Regions from separate parts of the Mus musculus genome. Here region 2 is linked to region 1. A link is a contact called in public Hi-C data. All regions are on one chromosome and are shown on one strand. The core of a region is the stretch at or near the end of the contact, and the rest is flanking DNA. Distances in the headings are between cores, read along the strand shown. Region 1 holds the start of Gli1 (GLI-Kruppel family member GLI1). Region 2 holds the start of Ankrd52 (ankyrin repeat domain 52).

What was found. Hi-C and Micro-C count contacts between places; a contact is called where the count stands out from the background.
Region 2: a Hi-C map of muscle stem cells shows a contact between it and region 1, with 5 times the contacts expected there. The contact joins the promoter of Ankrd52 here to the promoter of Gli1 in region 1. A contact is called at or near these places in 3 of 39 promoter capture datasets (the SN4741 cell line, hippocampal neurons and neural stem cells), 1 of 484 Hi-C or Micro-C datasets (muscle stem cells), 3 of 115 datasets of contacts at active chromatin or transcription factors (embryonic stem cells and pancreatic cancer cells) and 1 of 9 other capture datasets (liver).

The regions. Positions count from the first base shown.
Region 1 is chr10:127,339,710-127,343,929 of GRCm38.p6, forward strand. It overlaps Gli1 (GLI-Kruppel family member GLI1), which reads right to left and starts at 1,870. Exons shown (of 13, transcript NM_010296.2): 1 at 1,850-1,870; 2 at 1,496-1,609.
Region 2 is chr10:128,374,965-128,379,184 of GRCm38.p6, forward strand. It overlaps Ankrd52 (ankyrin repeat domain 52), which reads left to right and starts at 2,160. Exons shown (of 28, transcript NM_172790.2): 1 at 2,160-2,285; 2 at 2,605-2,688; 3 at 3,124-3,202; 4 at 3,389-3,459. The coding sequence starts at 2,259.

The sequences.
Region 1 (4,220 bases), core at 620-3,119:
GGACCCCCAGACACTAGAAGTTCCCTCAAAGTTGTCACTCTTCCTGTTCCATTGCCCGAGAGCTCCAAGAGACAGGATAAAAACGGGGCGACAGCCCCCTTCACCGAGAGCCACCGCCTACACTCACGCCTCCCTCTTCATACTACTAACTTTTCCAGTTTCAGTAAAGGTTTTCTGGGCTGGATGGGAGCATGAGAATTAGCCTACCAAAGACCCGAATCATCTTCGCAGTCTATTTTCTAGAGTCCTCTACGTACGTACCCCTTCTCCCCAACTCCCTGGAGTCGGCCCCACCCCCTTTTCCCGGTCCCGCCTTCCCCGCCCCCGTGCCTTCTCGGCCCACCCAAGTCGCCGCCGCAGGCTCTGGCTGCAGACGGCTCAGCTTCCCCGCCCGCCTGGGGAGCCCAGAAAAGCGAGGGGGGGGGTGAAGGGTGGAACATTCTTCCCTCTCTCAGCGCATCCTGAAAGCAGGCAGTAGCGCCCGGGGGGGGGGGGGAGGCACTATTGGAAAGTGGGGTCCCTATAGTGGAGTGGGAAAAAAGAAACCAGAAACTAAGAGAAAGAAGTGCCTGTGTAAATAAGGTGTGCGCGGAGAGGACACCTTGGATTCCTGGGTATCTCCGCCGGCTTCCTAAGGGTTAACCCCTATAGACCCCCGGGAACCCCCTAGTGACGTCAAGAGTGAGTCGGAGACGTCTGTCCGGCGGGGATGCCCAGAGAGATAATGGAGGGGGGTCCTTCTGAACCCCGCCCCCCTAGGGTAAATCACCCGCGTTCACGAACTTTCTTCCCAGAAGAAAACTGCCCATCTTTTCTCCCCGTACTGGAAGGAAAGACCTATACCATAAAGTCCCTGGTTCTCCGGATGCCCCAAACCCTCGGCCTCTACGGAGTTTCCTTTCCTTGATGCTGTTCCCAAAGCTAACTGTCCTGGGTTGATTGTTTCAGGGTCATGGGGCCTGAAAGAGGATTCAGAGCGGGGAGCAAGGGCAGGCAGGGTGGTCTGAGCCAGAGGAGGGGCCTCGGTCCCCAGATCCCGCTTGGGCGGGGGGCCAACAGGGATACACAAGCTGGCAGTAGCCAGTGGTCCCGCTCTGCCCCAGTAGGGGTCTCCCGGCGCCTGGCTTCAGCTGCCCCGGTGGTCCTGAGGTCAGAGGGTCAAAACAAGGTCTCCCCAGCTCTTCCTCTTCCTCGGGGGCCCTGCCCACAGTCTTTGGGAACTCAGAAGTCCAGAATTCCTAGGGATTTTCTACGGCCTACACCGCATGTTAGGAAACCCACCCAGCCTCCTCCCGAGTCCAAACCCACTCCTTTGCCCCTAAACCCCATGTGCACATCTGTCACAGCCACAGGTCAGGAGTCCAATCCCAGCCCGGCCCTCAGGGGTTCTGTTGCCTGGCACACCGCTACTCCCACCCCACTGAGCGCTCCCTTCTTTTGCGGTGGGTCCCGTCTTAGAAACACTGACGTCTTCCAACGGCGCTCAGAGACGCACCTGGAGTTCCCTCTACCACGCAGACCTCCAGCTGGCCGTCCCAACTGCTTCTTCATCCCAACCTCAAGAAAGGGAGAGATTTCTAGTATGTGGGAGAGGCGCGGACAAAGAGACCTGGGACAGACACAGATTGTCAGAAAAAAAGAAGGGGATGCAGAGAAAAGAAGGCACAAATTAAAGCAAAACAAGAAAACACCCAAACTTCCTAATTGCTCTCCCCAAACTCTCCCAACCCCATATTGCCTCTGAGCCCCAGGTCTCCTTCTGGGATAGGGTGAGTCCCTAGGCGTCAGAGCATCTCCTCAGCCCCTCCCCCATCGCTCCCAGGTGGTCTCCCGCCTGCCCCCCTCTCACCTCCGTCGGGGCGCGGTGCTCGGGATGCGTGGTCCAGGGCTGGAAACTGGGCTGGGGGGGGGGGGAGGTGTGTGGCGGGGAGGGGGGTCACAGGGCCACTGCAGCGCAGCTTCAGTGCCACCCCACCCTCCCAACCTGGCCCCCAGCCCTCCCGCCGGCCCAGCCCGCCGGGCCTCGAGCCGGGACCACCCGCGAGAAGCGCAAACTTTTTTTTTCCCCTTTGCAAAAACTTTTTCTCGCTGTTGCCACCCGCACGCTACGGCTCTTCCCGCTCACTTCCCTCGTATATCCTTCCTTCGGACCGTTCTAGAAGATGAGCTGGGTGGATAGAAGCTAGAGAGGGGGTGCCGGGCTTATGGCACCCCCAGGACCCCCAGGATCCTCCCCCTCCCTTGAGGGACCCTATACTGCCTACTACCCCCCCCCCCGCCCGAACACGCTGCTCTTGGTGGACAGTAAATCCCGGCGCGGATCCCTGGATCGGCTGTCCACGAAGAGGCTCTGAACCAGAGCCAGGAAAACATTGAGGAAAATATTGCGCGGCGGGAGAGGGAGGGGGGAAAGCTCACCCAGAAAGTTAAACCAGAAGCCTCGGTCTTCGGCTTCATTGGTCGTAACTGAGCTTTCCCCATGTCGTGGTCTGTAGGCCAGCCTCACTCTTTGGATGGAACGTGGAGCATTTGGAGAGTTGGGGTTTGGGAGAAAGAAGTTGGGTTGACTGATGTAGAGGAGGGGAGGGGGTGCGACCTATGGAACATGAAGGAAGAACACGGGCTAGAGTTCTAAGTGCAGAATGTGCATTCACAGATCACTGAGGACAGTGGTGCTCTGTGTAGAGTACCTCTCTGGAGAAACTCCGTTCTCCATCTCCAAATTCTGGACGCAGTTGCCACCTCCACACCTCTCTCTTTAAGGCTTTTCGCGCCCTCTGCTGGTCGTCCTAGCACATGGCACCCCTCGGAGTGGAAATGATTGCACTGGCGAACTTAAGGAAATTTGACAGGTTCCTGTCCCCAAAGCCCAATCGGATGCCCAGGGAGCTGCGTGAGCTCAAAGAAACAGAAGGGCACGCCAGGGAAGATTGCGAGCCCCTTGGGTAGTTCGTGATAGGGGAGTACCCTGTCTCTTTGAATCTGTGTTACCATGGTGACTGGACACAGAGAGAGGGCCTCTATTTCAGTTTCCCACCTGAGAAAGACTCAAAAGCATGGCGGGGTGGGGAGAGAGAGTCTTCCCTTAAACAGATCTCTCAGGCCATAGCGCTGTTTTTAAACCACCTTCTTGGCTCTGCAAAGTAAGTGTTTTTTGTTTGTTTGTTTTTTGTTTTTAAATTAAGATGGGCCAAGCAGTGGTGGCATACACCTTTAATCCCAGCACTCGGGAGGCAGAGGCAGGCGGATTTCTGAGTTCGAGGCCAGCCTGGTCTACAGAGTGAGTTCCAGGACAGCCAGGGCTACACAGAGAAACCCTGTCTCCAAAAAAAAAAAAAAAAAAAATTAAGATGAAGACAGGGACACATATGAGACCTAACAAGTGCAAGGAGTCACAGTAGAAACAGATAAGGGACAACACTCCATATAACTGACAAGTTACATCCATGAAATTTACAAGGTACCCACAGCCAGGCCAGACCAGTAACCACAGAGAAAGAGTTCTACACGTGTCATGTGACTTGTCTTACACAGACTGACAGTTTTGGAGCCTTTTGAGTTCTGCGGAAAGGGAAATGCTTTTGTGTTTTGATGACAGACTGTTACTCAGTAGTCCAGGCTGACCCAGAGTTTACTCAGGAGCCCAGGCTGAGCTCAGGCTCACAGCTGTCCAGGCCTCAGCCTCCCCAGTGCTTCGGTGACAAGCACAAACCACAAGACTGCTTTCTCCTGTATTCACTTAAAATTAACTGTTTTATTTCCAGGCTGTCTGGCGCACGCCTTTAACCCCAGCACTCGGGAGGCAGAGGCAGGCAGATCTCTGAGTCTGTCTGGTCTACAGAGTGAGTTCCAGGACAGCCAGGGCTTCACAGAGAAACCCTGTTTTGAGATATATATGTAATTTTTATTTATGAGTACACTGTAGCTGTCTTCTGACACTCCAGAAGAGGGCATCAGATCCCATTACAGATGGTTGTGAGCCACCATGTGGTTGCTGGGAATTGAACTCAGGACCTTTAGAAGAGCAGTCAGTGCTCTTAACTGCTGAGCCATCTCTTCAGCCGTATATGTAATTTTTATAAAATTAGTTTTTATTATGTATTTACTTGATATGTAGAAATGTCTTGCATGTATGTATACATGTATGTATACTGCGTGCATTTCTGGTGTCTGAGGAGGTCATAGAGTAAGGTCAGAGCCTCTGAAAGTGGATTTATGAG
Region 2 (4,220 bases), core at 910-3,409, 1.0 Mb after region 1:
ACTTAAACTTGAGCTCCCGTGCCTCAGCCTCCTGAATGGCTGGGATGACAGGTGTATATCTCCACAACCGGTTGGTCCTGCGTGGTGTGAAAGGTGGAGCCTGAACTTTCACGCATGCTGGGATCTAGAACCCTAGCCTCTTTTATTTTTAATTAAAAATAATTTTAAAAACATTTATTTTTATTTCTTGCGTTTGAATATTTCCGTGCATGTGTGTAAGTACACCAAGTGTGCGTAGTGCCTGGAGAGGCCAAAAGGCATTGGATTTCCAAAACCCAGGGGTTACAGATAGTTGTCTGTATTCCTAGCAGGGAACCAACCTCTGGCCCTCTGTATAAACAGCAAGCACTTTTGTTGTTGTTGTTGTTGTTGTTGTTTTGTCTTTTGTTTTTTGTTTTTTGGTTTTCGAGACAGGGTTTCTCTGTATAGCTCTGGCTGTCCTAGAACTCACTTTGTAGACCAGGCTGGCCTCGAACTCAGAAATCCGCCTGCCTCTGCCTCCCAAGTGTTGGGATTAAAGGCGTGTGCCACCACGCCCAGCACAACAAGCACTTTTAACTGCTGAGCTATTTTTCCAACCTCTCTCCCAAATTTATTATTATATATATTTTTTTTTCTTTTTTTTCTAAGTACACTGTAGCTGTCTTCAGACACACCAGAAGAGGTCGTCAGATCTCACTACAGATGGTTGTGAGCCACCATGTGGTTGCTGGAATTTGAACTCAGGACCTTTGGAAGAGCAGTCAGTGTCAGTGCTCTTACCTGCTGAGCCATCTCTCCAGCCCTTATTATTATATATTATTATTGTTGTTGTTGTTGTTGTTTGGCGGTGAGATTTGAGACAGAGTGATTTCTTTTCAATTTAACTTATAAACTACTTTTTTTTTTTTTAAATCTCACGTATGAATGTTTTACCCACCAAAAATTTCTGCAGTTGGAGTTACAATCCGCTATTAGTTGCTAAGTGGCTGCTGGGGATTAAACTTGGGCCCTTTGGAAGAGTGGTCAATGCTCGTTAACTAGCTGAACCACCTGCCCAGGCCCAACACTTTCTTGTTGGCTAATGGATATAGGCAGACCCGGTCCACTGTGGGTAGTACCATCCCTAGTCAGGTGGCCCTAAATTAGATAAGAGATCTGGTTAAGCTTGAGCCTGGGTTCATTCCTCCCTGGGTTCTTCGTTCAAGTTCAAGTCTGAGTTTCTGCCCTAAGTTTTCTCAAAGATGGACTAAACCCTTTCCTTCTTTTAGTTGGTTTGGTCATTGTTATCGTAGCAACACAAAGGAACTGGGGCTCATGATGTAGCCAGGACAGTTCTTGAATACACAATCCTCCTGCTTCAGGTTCCAGAGCGCAGGAATCTTATAAATGATTCACACCTGGCTCTAAAGCATCTTTTATAAATTGTACCCATCTATCAGTCTCCACTTTTCTTTCTCCCTCGGCCAACTGTCCCTGATTGGCTGCCTCTTTTGACCTCTCCAATGGGTGAGGGGGAGTTCCTCTCTACTGCCTTTTTACCGGGAGAAACAGTTACTACCCTAATCTGGCAGGGTAATTATGGAGTTGCTGTTGGGCTTAGAGGCCTTTCTTCAGCTGCCAAGTGTCCAGCTCTTCACGGAGGCTTCCTGAAGCAGGAGTCTTTTGAGATTTTTCTGCAGCTTAGCAATCTTGCTATTTTCTTTCTACCCAGTGGAGACTGGTTCTGGGGCCATCTATAAGTCTCGGGTCGCCACACTCCGAGTTTCCACTATCTCTGGGGTACTTGGGGGTGTGAGTACGGTCGGAGGCGTCCGCTCTACCGGAGCATTGTGGGCTGGGTGAGCTCTCGCCCGCTGTTTGGTCCTGGGCTCGGGAGTCACTGGGGGAGCGAGACCCGACTCCGTGCCATGGGCCTGCGAGAGACCCCTCGGGCCGCCCGACTGCAACGGAGGGCACAGCGCGGTCCGCTGGCGGAGCTGCGGAACCCGCGCGCGGGGTAGGGGGAGCCCGGGCCGCCCTGGCCGTCCTGGCGCGGGGCGAGGGCGCCGAGGCCTGGGCAGCCTGCGCGGACAGCGAGCACCCCGAGGCCCGGCCAAGGCTCGCCGCCAGGGAGCGCTGCGGGCTCCCGCTCGCCCGCCCCCCGGTAGGCGGGGCCGCCCTCTCCCCGCAGCCGCCGCCGCAGCCGCCGCCTGGGCCGCCCCGTGTCCCCGGTGGAGCCGCCGCCGCCGCTGCCGCCGCTGCCGCGAGCTCGATGCGGACGGAGCCTGGGCCGGGCCATGGGGATCCTCAGCATCACGGACCAGGTCAGCCCTCCCACCCTTCCCCACTTCCTCTTCCCAGGCCCCGGCACCGCCGCCACGCGAGCCCGGGGATGTGCGGCCTAGGCTGGGCCCGAGCCCGGGGTTCCCGCGGCTCCCGCCGCGCCCCACGCCGTGCTCCACTCCGTGGAGCGGGTGTCCTTGGGGGCCTGGCGACCGGTGGGGGCACGGCGGGAATCCGCTGCAGCCAGGACCCCTGTAGCGGAGCCCCTCCAGCGACGCCCCCCTCCAACCTGTGTGCTCCCCCACCTCCTGGTAACGCCGTGGCTCGGGCCCGCTCCCTGAAAGCTGGTTCTCCCTGCAGCCGCCCCTGGTCCAGGCCATCTTTAGCCGAGATGTGGAGGAAGTGCGTTCCCTCCTCTCGCAGAAGGAGAACATCAATGTACTGGTGAGTTGGGAGCAGGGAGGATGGCGAGCCGGAATCCGGAGGGGTTCGGGACCCCTCCCCACAAGTGGGGCGGCTCCGTTTCTCCTCTGCTCTGATGAAACTGCAGCTCTTTCTACCCAGAAATGGGAGCCTGCTCCGCATTTAAGGTTGGTCAGGCATGGAGCACCGATCATGGGTTCTGGGGATGCCCAGAAAACCCTGTCCCCTTCTCAACCATCGGGGTCTGCAGCGCCCCCACCCCTCCGGGAAGGAGTAGGTTTCTTGGTCGGTAGCCCTGACTCCACCCTCCCAGGATGCTGGCTTTTGAAGCCCGATATTGGGATTTAAGACCCTGCAGAAGAACCTAGAGGAAGGGAAGGGCTTGGAGTTCTCATACTAGAACTGGCGTTCAGGATAATTTCTCTCTACAGCTGCTTCTCTTTTCTGCCTTTCCAGGACCAAGAGAGGCGAACCCCATTGCATGCTGCTGCCTACGTAGGCGATGTCCCCATCCTCCAGTTGCTACTGATGTCAGGTGAAAGTGGGGAGCTGGGAGGTGCGGCATCTAGGGAGGGGAGAAGTCTTTTTAGATCCGAGGATTGATTGCTGGTGCTTGGTACAAGAATGGCTTTCTGTCCGTTCAGGTTCCCCACTCTGATTATTGGTTTCCTTCCCTCCCCCTCCTCAAATCCCAACAAAATAGCAAATTGTGTCCACACAGGTGCTAACGTCAACGCTAAGGACACACTGTGGCTGACCCCTCTTCATCGTGCCGCTGCCTCCCGAAACGAGGTACAGACCCTACCTCATTTCTCCCTTTCAAAAAGGATGGGCTGAGGGCTAGAGAAACTCAGTTCTCTGCCCTACAGACTCTTCTGCCCCACACAGGGAGGAGACCAGAGTTTGGCTTCTCCTTCCTGCCCCTAGAACTGGCTGGGGGGGGGGGGGCTGAGTGCTGCCAGCTGATGTGACGTCAGGGAGAGAGCTTAACACTGGGCTGGCAGACTGCGGGGGCCCTGCTGCCAGGCCTGAGTGACTCATCCCTCCCTGGGGGCCACCTTAAGTCTGATCCCCCTCTGGGCACTGAGATTTCTCTCCTTGTGATGGGGTGGGGAGTAGCAATTCTGTGTCCTTGCCCCTCGAGCAACATTTAAGTTGACTGCCTAAGGGCCCAAACTCATATGGAGTCCTGTACAATGGTGTTATCAACCCTGAAGAGGAAGGGAAGGCCTCTTTGATCTCCCATCACTTCCTTGGCTCCAGCTCCCAGGGGGAGAGAGCTTAAGGCCAGTGGGAATGGTGTGGGACATGTTTAACGGGAACATTGAATTTCGAAGGGGATCCAGTTATGCTTGTTTATTGGGGTTATATGATTTTGGTGTCTGTGGAAGGGCTAAGGGAAAGGATGTTTTTGCCATTAATACAGTGGGAGCCATTTGTTTTTCCTGGAATTAGGCTTGGGGTGTGTGGATTTGCCCAGGGTGGGTGTGAGTGGAGATTTTCGGGGACCTAAGTTGGAGGGTGGTAGATGCTAAGTGGCATGGGGAAGAGAT